Regions from separate parts of the Mus musculus genome. Here region 1 is linked to region 2. Evidence: chromatin contacts called from public promoter capture Hi-C data. All regions are on one chromosome and are shown on one strand. Each heading gives the region's core, a stretch centred on a gene start, on an enhancer-like site or on the middle of the called end of the contact. The rest is flanking DNA. Distances are from core to core; before and after follow the strand shown.

The links. Capture Hi-C pulls out chosen DNA fragments and counts their contacts.
Region 1: a promoter capture Hi-C map of pancreatic islet shows a contact between it and region 2. The contact joins the promoter of Cdhr3 here to the promoter of Atxn7l1os2 in region 2. A contact is called at or near these places in 2 of 39 promoter capture datasets (the C10 cell line and liver) and 2 of 9 other capture datasets (liver and pancreatic islet).

Annotation. Positions count from the first base shown.
Region 1 is chr12:33,089,013-33,095,145 of GRCm38.p6, reverse strand. Cdhr3 (cadherin-related family member 3) reads left to right here and starts at 2,271. Exons shown (of 20, transcript NM_001024478.1): 1 at 2,271-2,417. The coding sequence starts at 2,372.
Region 2 is chr12:33,389,786-33,396,137 of GRCm38.p6, reverse strand. It overlaps Atxn7l1os2 (ataxin 7-like 1, opposite strand 2), which reads left to right and starts at 1,378. Exons shown (of 4, transcript NR_131031.1): 1 at 1,378-1,441. Efcab10 (EF-hand calcium binding domain 10) reads right to left here and starts at 1,284. Exons shown (of 4, transcript NM_029152.1): 1 at 940-1,284. The coding sequence starts at 1,048.

The DNA.
Region 1 (6,133 bases), core at 1,022-3,521, 300 kb after region 2:
ATATCCCTCTGGGGTGAACAGTATGTTAGAAGATGTGTGTAAGCTGTTTGATTCACTCCCTTGTCTCATTCACTGTGCAGTAACACTGGATAGCAGCTCTTACTGTCCCTGCCTGATGGGTAGGCGTGAGAATTGAGATCTGAAAGGTTAGGTAATTTACTTAAGGTCACACAGCAAAGCTATGGTGCTTGTTTGTTTGTTTGTTTGTTTTTTTGTTTGTTTTACCCGTTTAGCTGCTTCAAACAGAAGCCTCTAGACTAGCACTTCAAATCTTCTTGCTTTATTCAGGAAGTTAGCTAAAGGATAAAGTGCTTTGTTATTTTAGCTGCAAAGTTAAGGATCAAAATCATGTTTTGGTGACGAGAGCCTGAAAATTTCCTGTAGAATGCACAGGGCTGTGGAGATAAGCTGTCAGTAGTAAGAGCCTCAAACTGGGTGGAAATGCAAATGTCTTGGAGGAGACTGGTGAGAGGAGCCAGCCTTGCTGTCCTGGGTTTCTGAAGAGAGCACCGACTGTCAATGTCACCTGTCTCTTCCTCTGTCACTCATGCTAGGCCCAAACTCACTATGTAGCTCTGGCTGGCCATCTTCCTGCCTTAGCCTCCTGAGTGTGAGGATTACAAACCTGAGGCTTGAATCTCCCCATGTTGTTTCTTAAAGCACCTTGCTTTCTGGTCACCTGTAGTCAGTTATTCAAAGTCGGCACCACTCAGGGTCCTACAAATAGGAATCTGTGTCTCATGTCCTTCCTCTCTTCCACTTCCAGACTGGGATAGTTGGCATTGGGACTCTGAGCACTCCACGTGGCTCCGACCACATCCTCTCTGCCATACAGGCTTTGAGGAAAGGTTAGGCAGAGAGAGAGAGGACACAGGGCCAGGCCATCTCTCTGATCTCTCTGCTCAAACTTTCCCAGAACCTGTATGGCAGAGAAGAGAGGGCCAGAGCCTTCAGTTATCCATAACGTGTACCATTCAAACTCCTACAAATAGGAATTCGAGTCTCATCTCCTGGCTGACCCAGTGTGCATGCAGGGTGCAGTTACAGTTCTTGAAAGCACCTGGGATTCCCCCAACCATTTCCATCCTGACTCAGGGTTTGGCCCAACCGCTCCACATCTGGGGCTGTTGGGCTATCCCTCCCCTACAGCAGGCTGGTACCCATTGCAGGGGAGCGGGTGGAGAAGATGGTGTTCCACTAACCCAATTACTCTTCTCACCACTCCTCAGCCGTCTTCCCTCAGCCCGCCATTACCCATTTTTCTGAATGAAGCTGGAGCCAAGCTGTGATAATTCACTCACCCCTCTGTGTACCCCAGCACAGTGCTGCCATGGCCACTGAAATGTAAAGGTCCACACCACTCCCTACTGGGCAGAAGCCTGACTCCAATATTCTTCAACCAACCTCTGGGCTCTGGAGGGACCATGGTGGTGGATGGCATCTGACATGGTTAATATCGCTGACAGTATAGAGAATCATCTACAGCTCTCACCTCCAGGCAGGCTTGTGAGGTAGTTTCTAAACTGGTTGATTGAGGTGGGACAATCTACCTTAAATCTGGGTGACACCATCACACAGGCTGGGGTGGCAGATTAAATAAATGGGAGCAAGCCAGCTTGAACCAGCACTCATCCCCTGCTGCCTGACTGCAGATGCAGCCAGCATGACAGCTGCCTGCTCTGCCTGCCATGATGACTCCCTGCACCATCACTCCTGCCCCCTGATGACTGTGACATAAAATAGGCTTTCCATCCCTCCCTTTGCTTTTGTCAGGTGCTTTATTACATCAACAAACAAAGTAACGAACTCATTTACAGTGTCAAAGGGCAACATCAACCAGGTGTCTGCTTTACGAAGCCATTTGGTCCCAGCTCTTAACTGTCGTCTTGAGAACAAGTTCCAGAGCGTTCCAAGTCTGAACCTTCTCTCCAAGTCATTAGAGACCCCCTCATTTGCAGCCCTTGCCTGGGCAAACTACAACAGGCTTGGTTACAGGACGATGACGACCACCGTGTTCATGACAAGGATGCACAGCTTTGAGTACTTTTTAATGTGGCACGTTTTTGCCCTCTTCTCTTGCTGTGAGCTCTCTGTAGAGACTTACAGATAAGGACTTTGGGGAGAGACCTGGGGCTAACTAGGATGGACAAGCTAGCCTATTGGGTAGCAGGTTATCACACGTGTTGGTCATCAAGGAACAAGCAGACAACAGTGTTTAGAGTCTCCCTTAGTTACCACCAAAGCCTCTGTTTGGTTTCCTGCCTGGCAACAAAGTCAGGAGGGAAAGGAGAATGGTGGTGTCTAGAATAAATGAGGGCTAGAACACTGGATAAAAATCCTCTGTGGCCGTACACACAGGGAGCCATCCAGCATGCAGGGGGCAGTCATTGTCCTTGTTCTCTTTGGGATCACCTCAGGTAAGAGCCCTGTGAGCCCCGTGCTCTGCAAAGCCTTGCTTGGCCTGCTTGCTCTGCAGAACACCAATCCTTGAGAATTTCCCCAGAGAAGACATGGTCACTGTGAGGCTCTCTACTGTGGGGGCTTCTCTGCAATGATGTGAGAGACGCAGCAACTCTGGGGAGGCTGCACCCTCAGGTCAGAGGTCCTGGAGCAGACATGACTTAAAGGACCACAGCAGAGCCTGGGCTTATACAGAGCACACTGTGCTGTGACTGGCCTGTGTGAGGAGTCTCTCTGAGAACTAATGCTGGGAAAGTGCTTCTTAGAGCCTAGCTGTATACAGATGCCTAGTCAACCTTTGTGACAAAGTCCTTCTTGGAGGCATTGAACTTGGGAAACAGATATGGAGGGGCAATTGTCTCCCTAAGGAGCAAAGGCCAGTCCTTCTGATAAGAGACCCAAGATTCCACCCGACACTTCCTCTATGTTCTTTCTCCATTCAAGAGCTTCACAAATGTTCCATGATTTTTAAGAATACCTTTGGATTGTTGAAACTAAGCTTTTTAAATGGAGTGTTATATTTTGAATAGGTAATGTATGCATAATATATTCACTCATGTTAATTTGCAGGTTGATATGGGAGTAACTTACCTCCGAGATGAGTTAGATAGTAAGATACTTAGAAGGGCCGAGGAACACAGTAAAGATTGCACTGATGTTTTATGCCGCTCATTCCCCAATCGTAGTTCTAGGTATTTGCTCAAATATTCCTCTCTTCCCCTCAAAGGTAAGTTAGGTTCCTTTATGTGGATGTTTGCATTCAGAGCTCGTTATTTGGGTGTATTTTTCTTTCTTTACTTTTATAAATAAAGTCTTTTCTTTCTCTTTCCTCCTTTTGCTTATTTTCATGCAATGTATGGACAGCTGTTAAGGAGTTATCTCACCATTTCTAACAGTGTCTCCTTTAATTCACATGTACTTCCCAGGATCGAAGAGAATGAACATTGATAGTCCTCTGTGCCGATGCTATATGCACTGTTTCTTTCTCTCATCCAATGCCAGGCCCGTCCTGGCCTTCCTGACCACTTTTAACTAATAAGGAAAGTGAACAGCCCTGATGCCTGCACCCCAAGGCACAATGCTAGTTTTTGGCCTAAGGTAGAAATGTCTTCTACATTTAGGAGATGGCTTTATCTAGATGATTGGTTCTAAATCAAAATGGATTTTTAAATCAAAATGCTTTTTTCAAGACCCATAAAAATGTTTGATTTTCTGCTTTGATCTGCTAATAAAATAAAAATAAAAATTGGGCTTCCAAATGTTTGCCCTCCTTAACCTGAGGCTTTAGTTGTGGAGGGCAGAAAGTCCACAGAGTAAAAGCAGGCCATGAACGGTCCAGGCTCTTGAAACATTTGAAAGTTCCCCAGAAATATGAGCCTTTGAGCTATGATTGAGTTAAGAGGTGACAGTTATTGTCACCAGGGGAAGAGTGAGGTGAGACACACGCTGTCAGTGACTCTCACTTGAACACTGTCAAATGTGTAGAAGAAACAAATGGCACAGACTTACAAGCACCTGTGTACTTGGGATTTCCTATAGACAAGTGCATCCCACTTGTCTGGCCTAACAGACTACACACTTACACATTGCCCACCGCAGTCAAGATTTTTGAAGGACTTCTGTGATATAGTCCATTTTTTCCTCTCATCTTTTGTGAGTCTGAGAACCTGATTGTAATGATTGCTCTAGAACTGTAGAGTTGTGGGAGGGTCTTCGTGTGATGAAAGACAATGTGCACCTGCCTTCAGAATGCATGACAACAACCTCAACAAAAGCAAAGCAGCCTCCTCTTTTCTTTCCTTAGGTCCAAAGTTTCTGAAAGGCCCATGCCAGGTGCACCACTCCCTACATCCTTCCCACTTTTTCTTGTTCATCATAAACCCTCTTCCCACTGCACCATGGAATGGCCCTTGCCTCTATTCAAACAGCTCAGTTCAATACCCAAATGGCTGTCATGAGCTCTGTAAGTCATCTCTAATGACCTGTCGCTTCAACTACAATGCCAGCCCAACAATGTCAGATTTTCACATCTCTAGTGCTCCAAGGGCCCTTGCTATCAAGATGGCATCCAGTGTGTATTTGGTTGGGTTGAACATCACCTTTTTAGAGTCTGATGCATGTGTGGCTTTCACATTTACTGGAGAACATTCACCAAATGTAGACCCTCAAATCTTCTGCCCACTTCACGTCTGTGCTTGACTCGGCTTCTGTCCTCCCTGTCTCCTACCAAGATGAGGAAAAAGAAAAAACTTTCTGTTTGAGAGGGGATCATGTGACATTCTGACAATGACTTACAAGGAAATTCCCAGAGAACAGGCACGTGACAAACTCTTGACTGTGTCTATGGGAAAGGGTTGAGACCAAAGTCTTTCCATTCCATAAACACCAAAGAGCCACATGTCTTTTGCCAGTCAGAAAATGAAGGACCCTCTCAGAGGACCCCAGTGTATTTTAACTCTAGGTGTATGGATGGTATCTATATTTTTAGAAAGCCTCCAGGGATTTTGCGCCACCCCATGGAAATGAGACTTTGTCATAACACACATTGGATCACTTCGTGGAGTCAGTTCCCTCCTTCTTCCTTCCCATGGGTCATCAGGTTTGTGCAGCAAATACTTTACCTGCTGGGCATCTCTCCAGCCTGTGTGGCTTCATCTTGACACTCTCATCCTCATGGTTTGAAAAGTCAGGAAGAGAGGCAATTTCCAGAAAGTCTTTCTGTGGTATATATGATGCCCAAAGAGATGGCGAAAGGTTTCTCTTACCTTTTTAGAGCTGGCCTCAAAAGAGCTTTCCTCCCAGCTCTCTTCCCCCATTGCCCACCTCTGTGGAATTAGGAAAAGTCTAAAAGAAACCAGCTCTTCTCAGGGCAGCAGCAGGGTGAGGCTCTCAGACCAGCACACTCTTTTCTTGCTAACTGCAAGCTAATGTGATGGTCAGAATCAATATTGAGGTCCACTTCTTTTCTCCTTTGTCCTATTGGAGAATTGCCATTAATCTGAGATCAGCCTGAGCTACATAGTGAGTTCCAGGACAGTTTGAACTGCAAAATGAGATCCTATCTCAAACAAACAGCAAGTTGGGCCTTTTTCTCATTTGAAGAGGGTGTATTATGGAGCAGCCAGAGGGCCCTGACCACATACCAACCCTCAGGTAGGAACTCCAACATGTATACGTATAAGCCAAAGACGTTCATACTGTCTATAAATTGCCCACTTGGTGGTATTCTGTTACTGCACCACAAAATAGTTCAAGACAGTATTTGTGCACACATCAGTGGTTCGTAATTCAAGAAAGTCCGTTATGCCAAAACCCTTAGGGAAAAAGTGACAACAGATCCTGCCTGGCCCTGGCCCTCTGTGTCTCTCTGTTAGGAGGTAGCCTTCAGCTGTGATGAGTCTCCTTAAATGTTTTTGCTCTATAGTATTTTTTCCCCTGAAACATACTATAGATTTGCAGATTCTGTTATTGGGCTCCTATGGGTATTCCTTAGCAACAGAACCTCGATTAACAGCCATTCGGGTGCTTCTGGTGCCGCAAGAGCGGTGACACTGGAGTCCCACAGAAGTTCAGCACAGTCACATGTTTAAACAGCAATGAAGCAGAAGGGATCCCATGTCAAATCTCTGCTTCAAAACCCTGGCTTCCCCCACACTCTTTGATTAAGAGAGAA
Region 2 (6,352 bases), core at 129-2,628:
ATGCAGGCAAAACACCTATACACGTTTAAATGAATACATTTTAAAAAATACAATAAAATATTTCAAAATATTTTTCTCATCCCCTAAGTGGTTATACTGTTTTTCGGGTTTTGTTGTTGTTGTTGTTGTTATTGTTGTTTGGTTTGGTTTTTTGTTTGTTTTGTTTTTCTGCGTTGGAATGGTATTTCTGCTTCCTTTCCAGAGAAGTAAATGAACATTTTGTAATTTTGGAGACTTATCATGAAGGCCGGCAGGCTCAATTCACCCTGGGAGGATGCAATCTTGTCATCATCTCAAATGTAACGTCTTACCATGCACCAATAACAATTATGGAATAACCCAAACTTTGAAGGAGTCTAATCTATAAAAATGCCAGGAAAAAACCCTAGCTCCCCAGGAGGATCCTGGCAGCTCACACTAACCATTGTTTATCTCCCTTAATAAATCAGAGACTCCTTAGAATTGAATTGAAAAGATCTATTGCTTGCCTGGCCAAGGCTGATATAGCTATAATTTATGTGAACCCCCCTCCCGCCCCCCGTCCCCGGTGTTCGCTCTGTCCCCATTAGATCTGTACTATTATCTCCATTTTCCCATGGAAGAGACAGACATTCAGCCTTGCTTCAAGCACTCATAACTATAAGGGGTGGACCTGGAGCTAGGCAGTCCCCAGACTCTGCCACTCGCAGACTCTGCCAGCCTCCCTACCATTCCTTGCGGCACCAAGAGGACATTTATCACGTTTGACTCAGAGCTGGGGATATGCGTGGAGGGTGAGGGGCTCATAGAGCCTTCGAACTCCGGCAGGGCTCCTCCACTCGTGGGGAAGCAGGGAATGGAGCGAGTGAAGAGGGCTGGCTATAGGGAGGGAAGCGGCGTGCTGGTGACCCTTTGATGGGGGAGAGAGAGTCAGAAAGCCAATGGAGACAAGACCCTTACTTGGTCGGGCAAAGAGGAGGAAGCTAGTAAGTTGATTCAGCAATTCCATGATCCGATGTCTTTCTAAATACAGCTTGGCCTGAAGCTCCCGGTCAGCCACAGGCTCCATGTTTCCTAGCTGAGCCGTTGCTAGGCGACCAGGCAGCCTCCAGGGGGCCCAACTCCGCCCCTTTCGTGCTCATTCACGTGAAACACCTCACCTTCCCCAGCCCCACTCCTCTTCCCTCCCAGGTACCAGGACAACCCCCTTCCACACCCCTGAGGAAGAAGCAGGGGTGTGGCGGGCAGTCTGTGACACCAGCTTGTGATGCAGTTGCCAACACAGAGGCTGAGCTTGTTTGGTCCGGGTTCCTGCTTCCTGTACTTGTTTGTTCCAGAATGAGGTTTTAATGATGGGAACCTAGGATTTATCAATGAGAAAAGAACGTTAGCAGTTCTAAGAATCCTAAATAGCATTTTCTGGGTGAGCAGCCCTCAGGGTTGCCCTGGCAGGAGGTCTCAGGTATGGATATTGAGCTTGGGTGTTTTCTGCTGAACTACACTCGGTAATGATTCTCCACTTTCAACTCTTTTAACACATTTCCTGTGCAACCCTGTATAAAATAGATATATAATTTAAAGAAAGTTCTTTGAAGTCAGGTGCAATGATGCATGCCTGTCTATAGTACCAGCACTTGGGGGTGGAAGATTAAGGGTTCAATGGCATCCTTGGCTACAAACAGAAGTGAAGAACATCCTGGGATATATAGCCCTGTCTCAGAAAACCAAAACAAACTAAATCAAAGCAAAACGTTTTGCTTTGTAAACATCATTAACAATAAAAGCAAATTTGTGTACCAATGTGCACGTAGGTGCTTGCTTATTTTAAGGAATTAAACGCCAGCTGAATACTTGATACTGCAAAGCACAGAGCATCTTCAACGTTTTTTCAAAGTTGGCTGGTATTTTGAGTTTATAATTGTCAAGGCCAAAAACGCTACATAACAGAAATACATAATACAAATTGGCTGATGTATATTTAGGGACAGGCCAGTAATTCTTGGAAATTATCTTTTCCCCAAGTCAAAAACATACTTTAATGATTTTATTTTATTCTTCTTATGCCATTCACGGCAACAAACCAAACATCTGCGACTAGGTCATAGCTCAATGGTATAGCACTTGACTAGAATATCCAGACTGGAGGTTAGATCTCCCGCTTTGCCATAACAATACTCCCAAAATCTAAATGAACAAGAAAAAAAAGACCCTATTTAAAATGGCCAGAGGGGCATAGATGAGTTCAGTGTGAGGGAGGCTCTAGATTTAATCCCGGCAACCTCAAACAAAACATTAACTCATAAATTATAGCAGGATATAAATATGAACACCTGTAATCCCAGGATGAGGAGGGAGGGCAGAGGCAGTTCAGTAAAATAAATTAATGAACAAATTAATCCTTTGAATACAGTCTAATACACAGATTTCATGCATGCTGATGAATGACAGTGGGAAAATATTAAAAGTATTTGTTTTCTGTAATTAAGCCATTATATGTCTATACAAGAAAAATTTGCATATACAGCAAAAACAGTGCAGTTCGTTACATGCAATAGGCTCAAGGCTGGGCTTAGACAGTAAGTGTCTTTAAGACTACCTGGTGGCCCTCTTCACCTGACATTTCCTTAGGCCCAACCAGGCTATTGCGCCCCTTCCTGCCCTCCTTTCCTGTCTTTCCTTAGAACTACCTGTAATCGCACAGCTCCTCTAGACCCTCTTGGCTTTGGCAACCCCATTCCCCACCCCTTTCCTCTGGAACACACACACATGAGGTTGGGGTGGGGAGGGGAAGGGGGAGAGGGGGAGAGGGAGGGGGAGGAGGAGGAGGGAGAGAGAGAGAGAGAGAGAGAGAGAGAGAGAGAGAGAGAGAACTCAGTTTTTATCTTTACCTTCTGGTATCTACAAAAGTCCTGGTATCAGTCTCTCCTCCAGCTTAGCCAGGCTGAGCCCCAGAGCCCTGTAGAGTGCGGTGCTAACCCACTGAATGGCTTGGTCCTCTTCTAGTCCTCCCTGAGTCCTGGGAACGCAGGGGACTACAAGCCATGTGGGTCTCCTCATTCTCATGGATCATCAGCTGACTCAATGCTCAAGGTCAATAGGAGCAGAAACACTGAGCAGGGGGTTGAGAAGCCCTGTGAGCACGACAGTGAATGCCCACACAGGGACTGCTGGTCAGTAGACAGATCAACTTTGCTTATGGTGAATGAAGGCTTATAAGGTTTTTGGGGACTGAGGGTAAGGGCATCCAGGATGGGCAAAGGTCACGGGCTGGGGACTTAGGGTACCTGGCATACCTCATTAGCATGGGGAAGCATTTCAAGAATCTCAGGGGCTAACTGAACAGGTTTTGTTCAGAGAAAGGAAATTGATAAACTAGGAACAAATAGAGACTGTGTGACAGTCCTCAAGTAGAGATGATTTTGGGGGCTTAGAATTCCCGGGACAAGGCAAGAGAAGGAGGAACCCTGTTAACATGGGTAGTCCTCCACTACATGCCAGGCCCCAAAAGGTTATCTAGTCAACGGTAGATTTCTACCTAATTAGCAGTTTTCCCCCAAGGCTGTAGGTGACATTTTCCTTCCCTTCTCCCATCCATAAAAACCATATTTTCATATCCTTGTTCCCTTTGGGATGCCTCTTCGGAGATGCCCAGCCTCTTCACCTGGCATCTGATCAGAAGGGCCATAACTTTATTCACTTTTGCAATAGAATTTGGCCTCACTACCCCTTAGATTATCAAACCAAAAGGCTGCCTAGTGGCACCCTGGATCCCCATATTATTTGGGAATTTTACAATACTGCCACTGATCTGGAAGTAGAAAGAGATTTCTGGTTCCCCATTTCTCTTTTCTCCACTCCAAGCCCTGTTTGGGTTTTTTTTTGGGGGGGGAGGGGGTAGGTGGTAGGGCCCTGGTCTCCCTGCCCCACCCCCACCTTGCTCCCACATGTTGTAAATATCCCATCTTTTAAGTTAAAGTTGATGGATCTATAAGTTTGTTGTAAAGTGAGAGCGAGGCCTGACATAGCAGGAGAAGGAAGAAGCAAAGGAGTAGGCCCAGACGCAGTTGGTACACACACCCACATGGCTGACGTGTGTCTCAGCCCCCTCCTGCAGCATCCTCTGTCCATATCCCCACCTTAAAATTTTCCTATTTCTACGCCTTCTTTGTTCTTAGTTTATTGGATTCAGTTTTGTGGGGACTCAGGCTTCTTTTAACTATGAGTGGCATTAGACTGCTGTCTTGTGGTGTCCCACTTATAATTAAAAGCTGGCTCTGGAGTTGGGAGATGGCTCTCCCTTCTCTAGACCCATGCATGTTTGCTTAAAGGTTTCCTTCAAAATACGATATGGCTTGCCCCATATCAGGCAAGCCACCTGACTGTGTGACAGAGAAAGGAGAGCAAAAAAAAAAAAAGGACAGACTCTTCCTAATGGAGACTATTGTGACTCATCTCATACTCTTTTCGTTTTGATTTAAGTCTCTAAAACTCTTGCTCAAGATTTGTGGGTCTGTTGTGTGAACTTTCTGTGCCTCAAGATTCGCAAACACATTGGGTATGATTTAAACCTAGTATATCTGTTAACTTAAAACACATAACACCAGGGTTGATAGTTTAAATTGTATATATAGGATACCTTTAAGGAAACACAAGGCTGGCTGCCATCTGAGCTGCTGTATCCCCATCTGGATGGAGGCTACCATGTGGCCAACAGCCATCTTTGCTAGAGTTGGAAAGCAAGGACTTTGCCAGGTGACCTCACTCCCACTTGATTAAAGGCGACCACAGGGCACAAGCCAGCCAAGGAAAAACAACTCCTCCTTGGCTTGAGGCCCAAACCAGATGACTCCTCCCCTACCATGCTTCCTTTCCATCATGCTTGCAAGCCTTCCCTTGTTGGCCTCAGAAGAGGTCCACAGCCTCGTCTCACCCTCTCTCTTTAGTCTCCCTTTCTCACTTCTCAGTGATAGGCTACTAAGATCAACCCTCTTGGGTGCCCACTTTAGCCCACTGGCAGCCCTTAGTCCTCTGCTACTTTCTCCTGTTCCACCATGGAAACTCCTTTGTCTCCCCCTACAGGGCCCAAACCTGCCACAGTTCTTCCCTTGCAGAAAGTTGCTAGGGTGGTTTGTGTCAAAGTACACATCCTCCTCTCATTAGGTGAACTCTCTCAAACAGAAAATATTTGGGTCCTGCACTGCAAATTCTTCCACACTTACAAAGGATCATGGTATATCATCCATCCTTACAATGCCTTCTTCCATGATGTCTATATGATTCTCACCAATAATCTCTTCCCAGGGAGCACAGCTGAGTCTGGGACGTGGCTAAGACGCATGCAGACAAAATCCACCAAACTAACACCACCCATCCAGGACTAAGTCAGTCCCCTCGTGGAATTACAACATCCCAGGGGCCATCCTTGCTAGGGACCAATTTATGTCACCTGCCTTCTGACTTGTCTCTATAAGGCCACCCTTAAAGTGGTAAATTATGAAAAATTTACCTCTAGAGGTCATTCAGGACAAACATGAAAACCCATCTCAGTTCCTAGACCACCTTACAAAGGCTCTCTTACAATACACCAATCTGAATCTTGAGACCCCAGATGGAAAACAACTCCTTATGACCTACTTTTTCTTCCAGAATTTTCCTGATGTTAGGGCCAAACATAAACATCTAGAAAATGGACCCCTGACTCCACAGACGGGAGTCTTAGCTGTGGCCTTCAAGGTGTACCATAGGAGAGATGAAAAAAGAGTAAAAACAAAAATACCTGATGCTGGCTAAGGCCTCTCAGCTGGACATGGCAACTACCCAGGATTCCTAGGGAGACCTGGGTCCCTCTCACGAGCCACAATGCACTCTCCTTTTACATCCAACATCTTCATTACCATCCCCAAATAGTCAACAAATTTTATTCTGTCTCCAGCAGATCTTTAACCCTAATGGCCAGGCTTTGTCTCACTATTAAAACTTCCTTACAGCCTACCTCTGAGAAGCTATCCTTTTTAAACAATTAGCTGCTCTAAGTCAAATATTACTACCACCCCTTATCTCTCCCACGACTCTCTCTTCATATCAAAGACTGCTGTAACTCTCCAGGAACACACCGCTTTGTGGGCACACTGGATTCCACAGATTGCAATAATACCTTCCCCCTTAGTGCTACCACCCAGTCCCTATGCCCAAGCATTCACGAGGTCTGGATTCTCTGTAGCACTCAAGTTTATTACCGCCACCCACTGGGTGGTCTGGGACTTGTACCCTGGTCTTCTTTTTTCTGAAACCAGGGGTGGTACCTAAGGGAGGACCCCTGATAGTTCTCATCACAGGGTGTGTAGCACCATGGGCGTGCATCTCCCTGCCGTGC